2 separate regions of the Danio rerio genome follow, and region 2 is linked to region 1. A link is a contact called in public HiCAR-type data. All regions are on one chromosome and are shown on one strand. Each heading gives the region's core, a stretch centred on a gene start, on an enhancer-like site or on the middle of the called end of the contact. The rest is flanking DNA. Distances are from core to core; before and after follow the strand shown.

Region 1 (5,588 bases), core at 565-3,064:
ATGTTTGTTAATCCTTCAAAGCGCTGCATTTAAATCTGCGTTTGATCGAAAGAGATTCAGTTTTTACACTTTTTCAGTGAGCTACAAACAATTAAATATTACAGAAGTACCTGGGAGAACAGTTTATAGTTCATATATAAACACTGATGTTTATGGTGAAGATTAAAATCACAGTTTAATGGAACTTGATGCTGGTGAATGTTGTAGTAATAACATTGTATAACCAATGGGTGGTGACAAACAACCATCAAAATGATGTCATTGAATAGGTTTTTAAAAATTATAATAAAACATGAAGTTTTATGTGTAAAATGTTGAATCATTAATTGAAAATAAATATGATCTATTGTACAAGATGTTTAGCATTATCAGCAACAGTAGCAAAGATCATTTTTCATATGGAATAGTTTCCTTTTTTGTCAGCTGGTTCTTTCTTGATTTTTATTTTTTAATAAAATTACAGGTTCTAAGTTCTGTTTGTTAAAACCAATGCTTTTTTTGCAGTAATATTTTTGTATAAATGGAAAGCTTTTGACATTTGTCTCCTCTCTTTTCAGCTGATCCGTAAAATGGTCCGATCTGTGACTCAAAAACCGTAGTGTGATCCAAACTCTGAGATTTGTGATCCATTACACCACTAGAATTCACACTCTGCAATATTGAGGTTTAAACAATGTATTATGCAGACCTACTTTTTAATCATAATTAGTCATAATAAAAAAAAAAAAAACTCATATTCCCTTCAGTAAGATTGACAGTTTATTTTTAATAATGGTGCCCAGAAGCTGCAGAGCAAACCAGCTGTGAGGACAGTGTACACAGGCGCAGTGGGAGGTTGGCCAAACGGCTCCAGCCAGTCCTTCGCTCCACAGATGTGGGTGGATTTCGGACACGTTCTCTTAACTGACTTATCTTACGCCGTTTCCCCAAAGCTCCCAGGACCTAAAGCTCTGCAGATCTTGCACTCTAAGTGGAAGCAGATGTTTGATTTGCAGATTTTTCCCCCCCTTCTAAAAAGCCCATCGCCCCCGTCCTCAAAGTAGAGGACACATCTGGATGCAGAGGCCCATGTGCCTCCCTCCCCTCGCCCCTCCACATGGATGCAGATGTCGGAGGACACAGATTAAGAGCTGGAGATTGGACTGCTCAGCTTTATCGGCTGCTGCTATGGAGCCTTTTAACGGATGCAGAAACGACTGGGAACTAAGTCTGGAAGAAATAGTTTAAGTAGCAGAATGCGTCACATCACTGATCAACAGCTTCTGTTTGTGTGGAAAACATTGTATTGGTGCCCACCCAAGGCTGAAAGCATGACCTGAACGTTAGGGGGGAGGGGTCTAAATGCTAGGTCTAAATTTATTTGGAACTATTAGCAGAATTGTCCTAAAATATGTGCACACACAATTTTTATTAGTGTTTTTTGTGTACAGAATTACACAAATTACACCATATTTTAAAAATTCTAGACAGCAAAATGTGAGGCATTATGTCAAGTGATTTGTAGTTAAAATATTTAAAAGGTTAGTTCACCCAAAATTAAAAATTCTGTCATCTTTTACTCTCATTTAACATTCCAAATCAGTTTGAGTTTGTATTCAACCTTTGTCTTTTTTAGTATATGATTTTCCTGCTATGGATGTAAATGGTTTCATGTTTCCAGCTTTCTTGAAAATATCATTTTTAGTGTTCAACAGAATAAAGAAATAGAGAGTAAATAGTAAGTAAATGCGCATTTTTGGGTGAATTATGCCATTAAAGTGGTCAATAAGAGTGGATCAGTAAGTGTTTGTTTGCAGTGTAGTTTCATCTCCCTCTAGTGGTGTGTTTTGGACTGTACAGTGTTTTGGTTCATTTACTCTTGCAAGTAGGTGGCATTTTAAATAGCTTACTACTGGTTCAGCTCTGAGGTTAAATATCTTACCTCAAGTGCACAATACAATTCTCACGGATCACCTACTCCGCTTAAAACTTACAGATTAATCTTTGTAAAATCAAAGTCGAATTGACTGTTCAGCTTGGAGTTTGATTGACAGTTGAGCTGACCAATCAAAATGCAGATAGTGTGTGCCGCCTTTGTGCAGACCCTTTTCACAAGACTGTTATGACGCGTTTAACAGTCATTGAACTGTTATTTACTATCTTGATTTTTACTGTTAATGAAGTCTCTCAAAACTGTAAAAAATGTAAAAGCTTTGTCTATTGTAAGCTATTATGAATCTGTTTTTGGCGTATTGTGAATGTCTTCCTTTTGTTTTTGTTTTGTTTTGTTTTGTTTTTTTAATTTCAATTATCTCTGGATTTTTTGTTTGTTGCCTGTTTTGAAGTAAATTGCTAATGCATTAAATAAATTAATTACGCTTAACCTGAAAATTTCTATCTATTTATGTAGGTATTATATAATCTTTGCGTCAAAAAACAAATTACTCCTTGCGAGGTGTTTGTAATGCAGCATCTTTGGGGCTGAGAAAAAATTTGACATTATTCTCTCCTCTGGCTGCTGTCATCAGTCCGACACTATTTTCTCCTTTTTCTGAAAGTCTTGATAACACCATTATGGCATTTTTCTTTTATTATTTCAGTAAATAGTATTGTAATAAAATATTTGTTGTACCATTTAGTTCGCTCTAAGTTTACACAACTATGACGACTTCTGCTGCTCAGAAAGCTGTAAATGTGAAAAGGGTCTATTTTGTCTGACAACAACACATACAGTAAATAGATTAACATTGGTGGACCTGAATTTAAAAAGGTTTTCACATGAGAAAGGGTGGAAAATATACAAAATTGGTGTCTATTCTGGTCCTAAAAATACATATTGGAAAGTTGTTGACAGAGACCTAGACAACAGAAAGTGCTCCATGTGTGTTTTCTTTATTTTACACCAGCACAGCACAGTGTTATTTACCATAAAATTATTGTAATATATTACTTAGTCTAATGTCAGTATTCATTTCTTTATTTAATTTACTATATTTTAGAATTGATTTTATTAAATTAAGTTAGAAATAAGTTGCACTGTAAACAATTTTTGTAAATGACAGTATTTAACTGTAATATGAACTATATTTTACTGTTGGACAGTTTTGCAGTATGTTACTGTATTTTAAAGTTGCATTGTGAAAATTACTGTGTATTTTACAGTAATGATATACATACAATGCTGTAAATAAATATAGAGCTAGATAAATGGTTGTATAAACACAAATACAGTCTGTTTGCTGTAATTGATTTACAGTAAGTTAATGACGAACTGCTGCCAATAAGTTACTGTAGATTCTGCTGGAAACTATTAACAGTGTCGCAATTTAAACAAGTTTGTTTCTCATAATTCAACAGGATTTATTTTAGGCAGAACTTCTGTGATATAATTATAAGTAAATTTTGTGTTGAAGTATGTTTTTAATGAACTGCATGTTTGTTCTTTTTTTCTGCAGGAATTGGTGGATTATCTGCGGTGTCACTCTCACAGTGCGGTTTACGCTACAGCCATGTCGCCACCTGTCGTGGAGCAGATCATCAGGGCAATCAAATGCATCATGGGAGTCGATGGAACCACAGAAGGTAAGTAACCAACAACTGCATAGACACTGACTCAATTTAAGAGTCCACATTAGTCAAAGCACTACTATACACTTGATAAATCAGAGGATGACGAGACCTCACTTCCAACCAGTCAGTGATTCTAATATCAACAGACAGTGTAATTCTCCACCCAACACGTTGGCTTAAACATGAGCAATCTGATAGGAAAGAGATTTAATAACCATATAAAATGTATTTCACCGCAGCGTATAAAAATAAATGGAAACCAGATTACAATAAAGCAATAGAACTAGCTTAAAGAATCCAGACCTTTAGTCAAGAAAAGGTCACATATTTCCAGGTATTAGAAGTCAGCAGAATGGCACCAGATGTTATAAGGGCTTTCCCAAGCTGCCTTCTGTTTTTGATATGCGTTAATCCATATATTTATGTTTTTTAGAGGAGACGTTGTGTTTCTTTTTAGTTTCGCTGAAGTTCACACTGTCATAAGAGACAAACCACTTTTTTTCAAATATAGCAATAGTTTTTCAAATATTTCCCAAGGAAATTTTTACAGTATTTCCTATAATATTCTTTTCTTCTGGATAGGTTGTATTTCTTTTAGTTTGGCTGGAATTTATTTAAAAGCAATTTTAAGGTCATTATTACAATCCTCCTTAAATGTTTTTGGGGTTTTTTGATCGTCAACAGAGCAAAACAGTGGTGTTGTCCAATGACCTGCTCCAAAAAAAAAAAAAATTTTAAATCTTACAGATGTCAAAGTTAACAGAAGAGCAAACAACAGATTTAATTGTGGAAGTTGTGGAATCTTCCGTATGCTATGTTTATAAAACACAAGAGGCTTTTAGGATGATTGTGTCAAAGTCTGTATACACAGCACACCTTTTAATTCAGATAACTATTTCAAATAAAACTCCTCTGCTACAGTCGGACAAGTGGTTCTAGTCCAAACTTGTGCTGAGAGAATCTCTCTAGGCTGTTTTGATTTGTTGAACACTGTGATGTCTGTATCAGACTTGGACAAGCTTCACATCACTGTTATTACTGGCATTATGAGTCACACTGATCTAAAGCATGCTTTACACCTGGTATTAACATGAGTTTTGATCAATTGGATCGCAGGTAGACAAGAAAACACATTCTCATTTACACCTGGCATTTTAATATGTATATATGTTGTCCCTTTTCTGGTGAGGGAGGGTGATTGAGTGGGTATATGTACATATGTACAGTGTTGCTTCTCTGAAGTTCTAATCTAATATTGTAAAAATTAAAAAATTCTTTGAAGTCATTGCATTTGGGAACAGAGATGAGGTTCTTAAGGTGAATGCGTACCTTGGCTCTAATGGTCAAACAACAAAAATAAGGTCAAGAATTTTGGTGTTATTCTTAGGTCAAATATAAGTTTTAGTAGTCATGTCAAAGCAGTAAGAAATTAGCATACATCTCAAAACATTGCAGGAATTAAATGCTATGTTTCCAGTAAAGATTTACAGAAACTTGTTCATGCTTTAATCACCAGCAGGGTGGATTACTGTAACGGACTCCTCACTGGCCTTCCCAAAAAGATAGTCAGACAGTTGCAGCTCATCCAGAACGCTGCTGCCAGGATTCTGACCAGAACCAGAAAATCAGAGCACATCACACCTGTTCTCAGGTCTTTACACTGGCTCCCAGTTACATTCAGAATAGATTTTTAAGTATTATTACTTGTCTATAAATCACTAAATGGCCTAGGACCTCAATACATTACAGATATGCTCATTCAGTACAAACAGATCATTCAGATCAATAAATAAATTAGAAATTTCAAGAGTTCAGTCAAAGCAGGGTGAATCAGCCTTCAGCCCCCCACTGCTAAAATCAGCCTCCAGAAATAATCAGATGTGCTCCAACGTTAGGCGAATTCAGATCAACACTTAAAACCCATCTGTTTAGCTGTGCCTTTACTGAATGAGCACTGTGCTATGTCCGACAGATTGCACTATTGTGAATTTTTTATTTTTCATTTTTTTAAACCTGTTTTAACACATTTTAATGTTTTT
Region 2 (5,632 bases), core at 1,196-3,695, 290 kb before region 1:
TGTTAGCCATTTAGCAACGAAGCTAGACTCACTGGGCAGACCGAAGCCCTGCCCATCACACGAATCCATGTCTGTTGCGAAGTGAATTTGATGCACGAATGAAGCATGTAAACTCAAAATGTTCACATGCCTATTTACGCGCGAATAGAGTAATTTATCTGCGTCTGGTGTGAACATAGCATTAGACATATTGGGCTCTATTTTAACAATCTAGAAGTCTAAAGCGCATGGCGCAAAATCATTAAGGGCAAGTCTTAATACACATTTTCTATTTTAAGGACAGAAAAATATGCTCTATGCCAAGGTGCATGATCTAACAGGGTTGTGCTTATACTCTTAATTAGCTATTGGTGTGTTTTTAGCATAATGTGCTTTAAACCGGTCTCACATTTGCTATTTACATGGCGGACTTTGTAAGTGGAAAAACTGAATGCTTAACTAGTGAGAAAACACTTAAACAGACCATCAGCAGCACGAGGATAAAGAATGAGCCTCCATTTGGTGTCTTTACTTTTTCTTTAGTTTCCTTTTACTTTTTATTCCTTTACTTTCATGGAGTAAGGCACCCTACTGAAGACATGCATTAGCCTACATATTTAATTTAGTTTGTTAAGCACAAAGATTTGTTTCAAAACTATTTCTAAATTCAGTTCTAATTTCCAGCAAACAAATAAAGGAACACTAATAATTAAGTGTGTATTCTCACCAAAACCCAACAGGTGGACAAATCTAAACTTTATTCATTGATTAATTTTCTTTTCAGCTTAGTCCCTTGATTAATCTGGGTTTGCCACAGCGGAATGAACCACCAACTTATCCAGCATATGTTTTACGCAGCGGATGCCCTTCCAGCTGCAACCCATCACTAGGAAACATCCATACACACTCATACTTTATGTTCAATTTTGGCATACTGAAATTCACCTATACCGCATGTGGGGGAAACCCACCACTGTGGGGGAAACCGTAGCACCCAAAGGAAGCTCACGCGAACAAGGAGAGAACATGCACATTCCACACAGAAATGCCAACTGGCCCAGCCGAGGTTCAAACCAGTGACCTTCTTGCTGTAAGCCGATCGTGCTATTCACTGCGCCACTGCGTCGCCCCCAAATTATTAAAAAATAAATAATACTGCTAATAATAAAAACATTATACAAATGCAAATTGTTATGAATAAACTGAAAAAAAGCCCCAGACATGATGAAGGCTTAGAAGCAGTGGTTTTTATATTTTTCAGTTTCTAAAAATAGCAACATGGCAACAATGCTCCTTAACAAACCTCCTTTATAGACCGGCAGACCCATGAGTCCACAAAGTGGCGCAAATGAATTTGCTATTTAAACAACGTGACACAAAACATGAAAGTTAGAGTTGCAGTGGTCTGAAAATAGCAGCAAATCATGACCAACACGTCTTGTGCCTTATTGCGCTGGGTGTATGATAGGGCCCATTAAGTCATCATAATGATGACTTTTAAAAGATTGTAATATGTCTGTATTCACAGTCCATCGTGTGGTGTCATTAAGTCAGTTTTTGATCATTTCAACTTTTTATGTTATAATTATGACTTTTTCATTTGAAATTTTATTTTATTACTTCGAGTATGGCATGATTTTCATTTTTATGCCTGCTATTTTATATTCTTAAATGGCAGAAATAGGTTTCCATAGATTAAAGTTTATTAGTGTTTAAATCATATAAGCAGCAACAATAGAAATCTCAGAACAAAAGACAGTTTTTATTTTTATGACTTGTTTTAAGTACAGAATATGCTGAACTAACATCTTTTTAGTGTTTTAGTAGATTTAATCAAAGAAATGTTAAAAGACCCACACACACAGAGAAAGTGTGACAGATGTGCTAATTTAGCCCCATATATTAATGCCTCTGTGGACCCCGTGTATCCGGTCTTGTGGTTGAACCTTGTGGGCTTCATTGTAAGCCTATTAATAAGAGCTTGGGCATTCTAACTGGCATGTGGGACCCGCAAATGAAGGGAGGTGACCTGACCCATGCCCTCTTGACCTCTGTGGTGGAATTATGTGGTCATGTGAATCCAACTGTGGGAGATGAAGAAAGTCTCAAGGAAAGGAATTGCTCTGTAAGTACAGTGCGTGATTCATTTGACCATTGTTCAAAATGTGTTCACAGACTCAATTCTTCTCTAGAAATGTAACTTGCATGAACACTAATCTAAGGTACAACTAATGCATCCATCAAAACGGTCACATCTGTCATCGAATATGCCTTCAGTGTATCAGCCCATGGGAAGTGTAAAACAATCAACAGGAAGTGTCCATCCAAAGCTAATACGATGAAGATAAAACATGATTTAGCTGCACAAACCGTTCACACAAGGGAGGGCAATACAAACACACTTTCATAAACAGTACTGCTGGCAAGGAAAGAAAGACATTGTGGGATTCTCAGTAGCCTACACCCTTCCCCACCCGCTCCAGTCATGACATGCCTCCTAAAAATGCTCGCTTTATTTTCTTTTTGATAAAGAAAACAACTGACGCAGCAAAATAAAAACAATCATAAGAATGACGAGGAGAGGATTGATTTATAATAATAGCTCATAACTAGTTCAAAAACGCAGAGGAAGAAATTATATAAAGTGTGGGAAGAGATATTAATTACTTCAGTCATGTGCTTAATTTTGCGGAAGTGAAAGGAGCAGTGTAACCATTTGAGCCTAAAACAAGGTTGTTGTTTTTTTGTATTCTGATAAAATTCTGATACCTTTTAAAAAATCTATGCCCAAAACATAACCAAAACACACACACAACTATCTTTATGTGGACTTCTCATAGACGTAATGATTTTTATTCTGTACAAATTGTGTATTATATCCGCTTATTCTAATCCTAACTGTCCGTAAAACACTCACAGGAAACATTTTGCATTTTTAAAAACTACTGTGGGTGATTTATGAGCCGTTTACCTCATGGGGAAAAAAATCCACCCATAAAGACAAAATTTACTGGTATTGTTATACTTTTGGGGACATTTGGAACCCACAACGTAGGGAATACAAGTTGCAATATGTTGTAGATTATTAAAGACACAAACCCTTCACTGCATGACAGCTGCACCTTTAGTAAACCTCATAATTCCTGCAGCACAAGGACATTATGGTTGTTTATGAGCATTGAAAGTGGCTGGTCTGTTAGCTAAATATTTGACTGCGTGTCACCGCATCCCAAACGACTAAAACAATACAACTAAAGAAATGTCCACGGTGCTTAGAGAAAGCACTTACTGAACAGCACATCACCGATGAGCTGCCCATAAGCGTGCCCATGCCCGAATCTAATGTGAGTGCGGGCTGTCGGGGGAGACGGGAGGGAGGACAAGCGTGCTTCAGCCCGGTTCAAGGTAACTGTACATAGTGTGAGAACGCCCTAATAATAAAATAGACCATCAAAATTAGGTATTACCAAGTCTACGGTCTAAAGTCAAAAGGTAACCGTGCCTTCTGTGTTGTGGCCCCAAGAATCTGGAACTCTCTCCCTCTAGCACAGAGAACTCAGGGGTCAGTTGAACTTTTTGAAAAGCAGTTAAAGACGTATCTTTTTGGTCAAGCCTTTAATTAACAGTATGGTGAGCTAGTTTTGCATTGGTGTTACTGTACTTGGGTTTTTAACTTGTTTTATTATGTTTTATTTTATTGAAATGTGTTCTTTTACCTTTTTTCTGATTTTTGTAAAGCACTTTGTGACAATGTCTGTGAAAGGTGCTATATAAATACACCTCTACTTACAAAATACTACACTTAAATGCATTGACACATGAATTCTGCTAATTGTGCTATTGTTCTTATTTCTCACAGCAGTTCTTCAAACCCAACCAGACCTGTCATCTGTATACGGAGAACCTGAGGATGCCACAGCATGAATATTCCCATCATCACAGCAGGCACTGCTCCAATACACCGACTGTCAGACATAGCTGCTAAAGTTTATGAAGCAGAAACATTTGCCACATGCAGACGTATAGCGCATTTCTGAGGAATCGCCTTCCCCCTGGCCCAAAACCTCCATGTATGCATTCTGTGAGGATCTGAAGCCAGTAAAAATAGTTTGGCCTCTTTTAGGGGAAAGAAGTTTCTCTTTAACAAACTGAGGGGGCAGCTCTGCATTTCAGAGTTGTTTTTTTGGGGGGTGTTGAAGCAAAGTGAGGGTGGCTGTGGCTTTTCGGGGCTTTCTGGCAGTCTGTGCTTCAACTTAACAGCCAGTGCAATACATCCAGAGGACATAAAATGGTATGTGTGCGCACCACATTCGAAGACTATATCAGTTAAGTCTGCAGGACCGTTGATGTATCGTTTAACATGGACACGTTTATCCTTGTAATGCACACGATGTGTATTGTTAGTGTCAGTTGATATTTAAATATAAACCCAAAGCATTTGGAGCGTATGGTGTGTGTGTATGGAGTTAAACAGCTGCAGACAATCGATCCAAGTACACACAATTTAGCCGTCTATCCTTTCACTCCCTCTCTACATGCGAATGAGTCATCCAAAGCAAGGACATGTAGACATTTAGATATCTGCCAAGTTCCCTAATGACCTGCAATGACAATCTTGTTTCCATTTACTCCAAACATCACTGCACAGACTCACAAGCAGCGTCCAAAATTCTTCACTAAAGATGATGGAAAGCAGGGGGTTATCAACAACATATGTGATTTAAGCATATATGAATTTTTAGATCAGTACTTATAGGAGGAAGATGTTCTAGTTCTAGTTGGCTGACCCTCGAATCTTACAGTAACACCCCTGGGCGTCTGTTCTGTTTTTAGGATTGTAGATATGACCAACTCCGGTCTTGCAGATAAGCAGAAGCAGACATCTGTCTCTGAACTCAGCACTTCCAGGTTCATCTCTCTCCCATCTGCCCCCATGACACGAGCCCCTCTCCTGCCTACCCGACATTTAAAGAGCTCCTGGCATTTGTTTGAAGTTAGCATAGGCATTAGCTCTGGTTTCCTGCTTCAAATCCCCATGCAGGCCCAATAAAAGGGTTGTAAGTTTAAAATTCACTAAGGTGGATTACGCTCGTTACAAAAATGTAATACAAACAAACTTGGCATTTACTGACTATTATGAAGAAATATCTAGCACCCGCTGACCTCTCCCCTCATGAGGCTTTACGCTTAGTCAGAGATGTCTATTCAGACAGACCTCCTTGTAATCTGACCAGTTAAACGATGCCGCCAAGTTAAGGACAGTCATACTTTACAATAAAAGTATTGTTTATATATAAGTAAAAGTGAAAGCAAATTATATGGTGTATAGTTTTCAATAACCTGCATTTTCAGGCCCCAAAAATGTATTTGATAAATAAATTAATAGCTTTTTGAACGTTTTTAAAAAGCTGTTGGCTAAACATTCCATCAGTGATGTTATAACTGTAAAGTGATGATTGATTTGATGGAAGATTCCTGTCCCAATACCCACCTTCCAATCTTTGCACTTGTCTACTCGTATCTTCCATATTTGGCCAAATTAAGCTTCAAGTGATAGGAAATTCTTATACCATGATCATTTTGGATTTCGAGTCATTGCATATGACACTCTGTGATGCATAAAAAAACATAATTTGTACAGTAACATATAAAA

The links. HiCAR-type assays count read pairs that join an accessible place to other places.
Region 2: a contact with region 1 is called in a HiCAR-type map of caudal fin, with 4 times the contacts expected there. The contact joins two enhancer-like sites. A contact is called at or near these places in 4 of 18 Hi-C or Micro-C datasets (caudal fin, embryo, fibroblasts and 1 more) and 1 of 4 datasets of contacts at active chromatin or transcription factors (caudal fin).

Annotation. Positions count from the first base shown.
Region 1 is chr13:38,273,472-38,279,059 of GRCz12tu, reverse strand. It overlaps sptlc3 (serine palmitoyltransferase, long chain base subunit 3), which reads left to right. Exons shown (of 12, transcript NM_001003562.3): 9 at 3,435-3,561. Among named protein-coding and RNA genes, the nearest start is that of ism1, 27 kb to the right of the region's middle. Within about 2 kb of position 1,814, at least 11 of the 62 cell types and tissues checked have an H3K27ac peak or open chromatin away from gene starts, as enhancers often do. A contact at or near this core is called in caudal fin, where this site is marked.
Region 2 is chr13:38,561,669-38,567,300 of GRCz12tu, reverse strand. No RefSeq gene overlaps it. Among named protein-coding and RNA genes, the nearest start is that of btbd3b, 56 kb to the right of the region's middle. Within about 2 kb of position 2,445, at least 2 of the 62 cell types and tissues checked have an H3K27ac peak or open chromatin away from gene starts, as enhancers often do. A contact at or near this core is called in caudal fin, where this site is marked.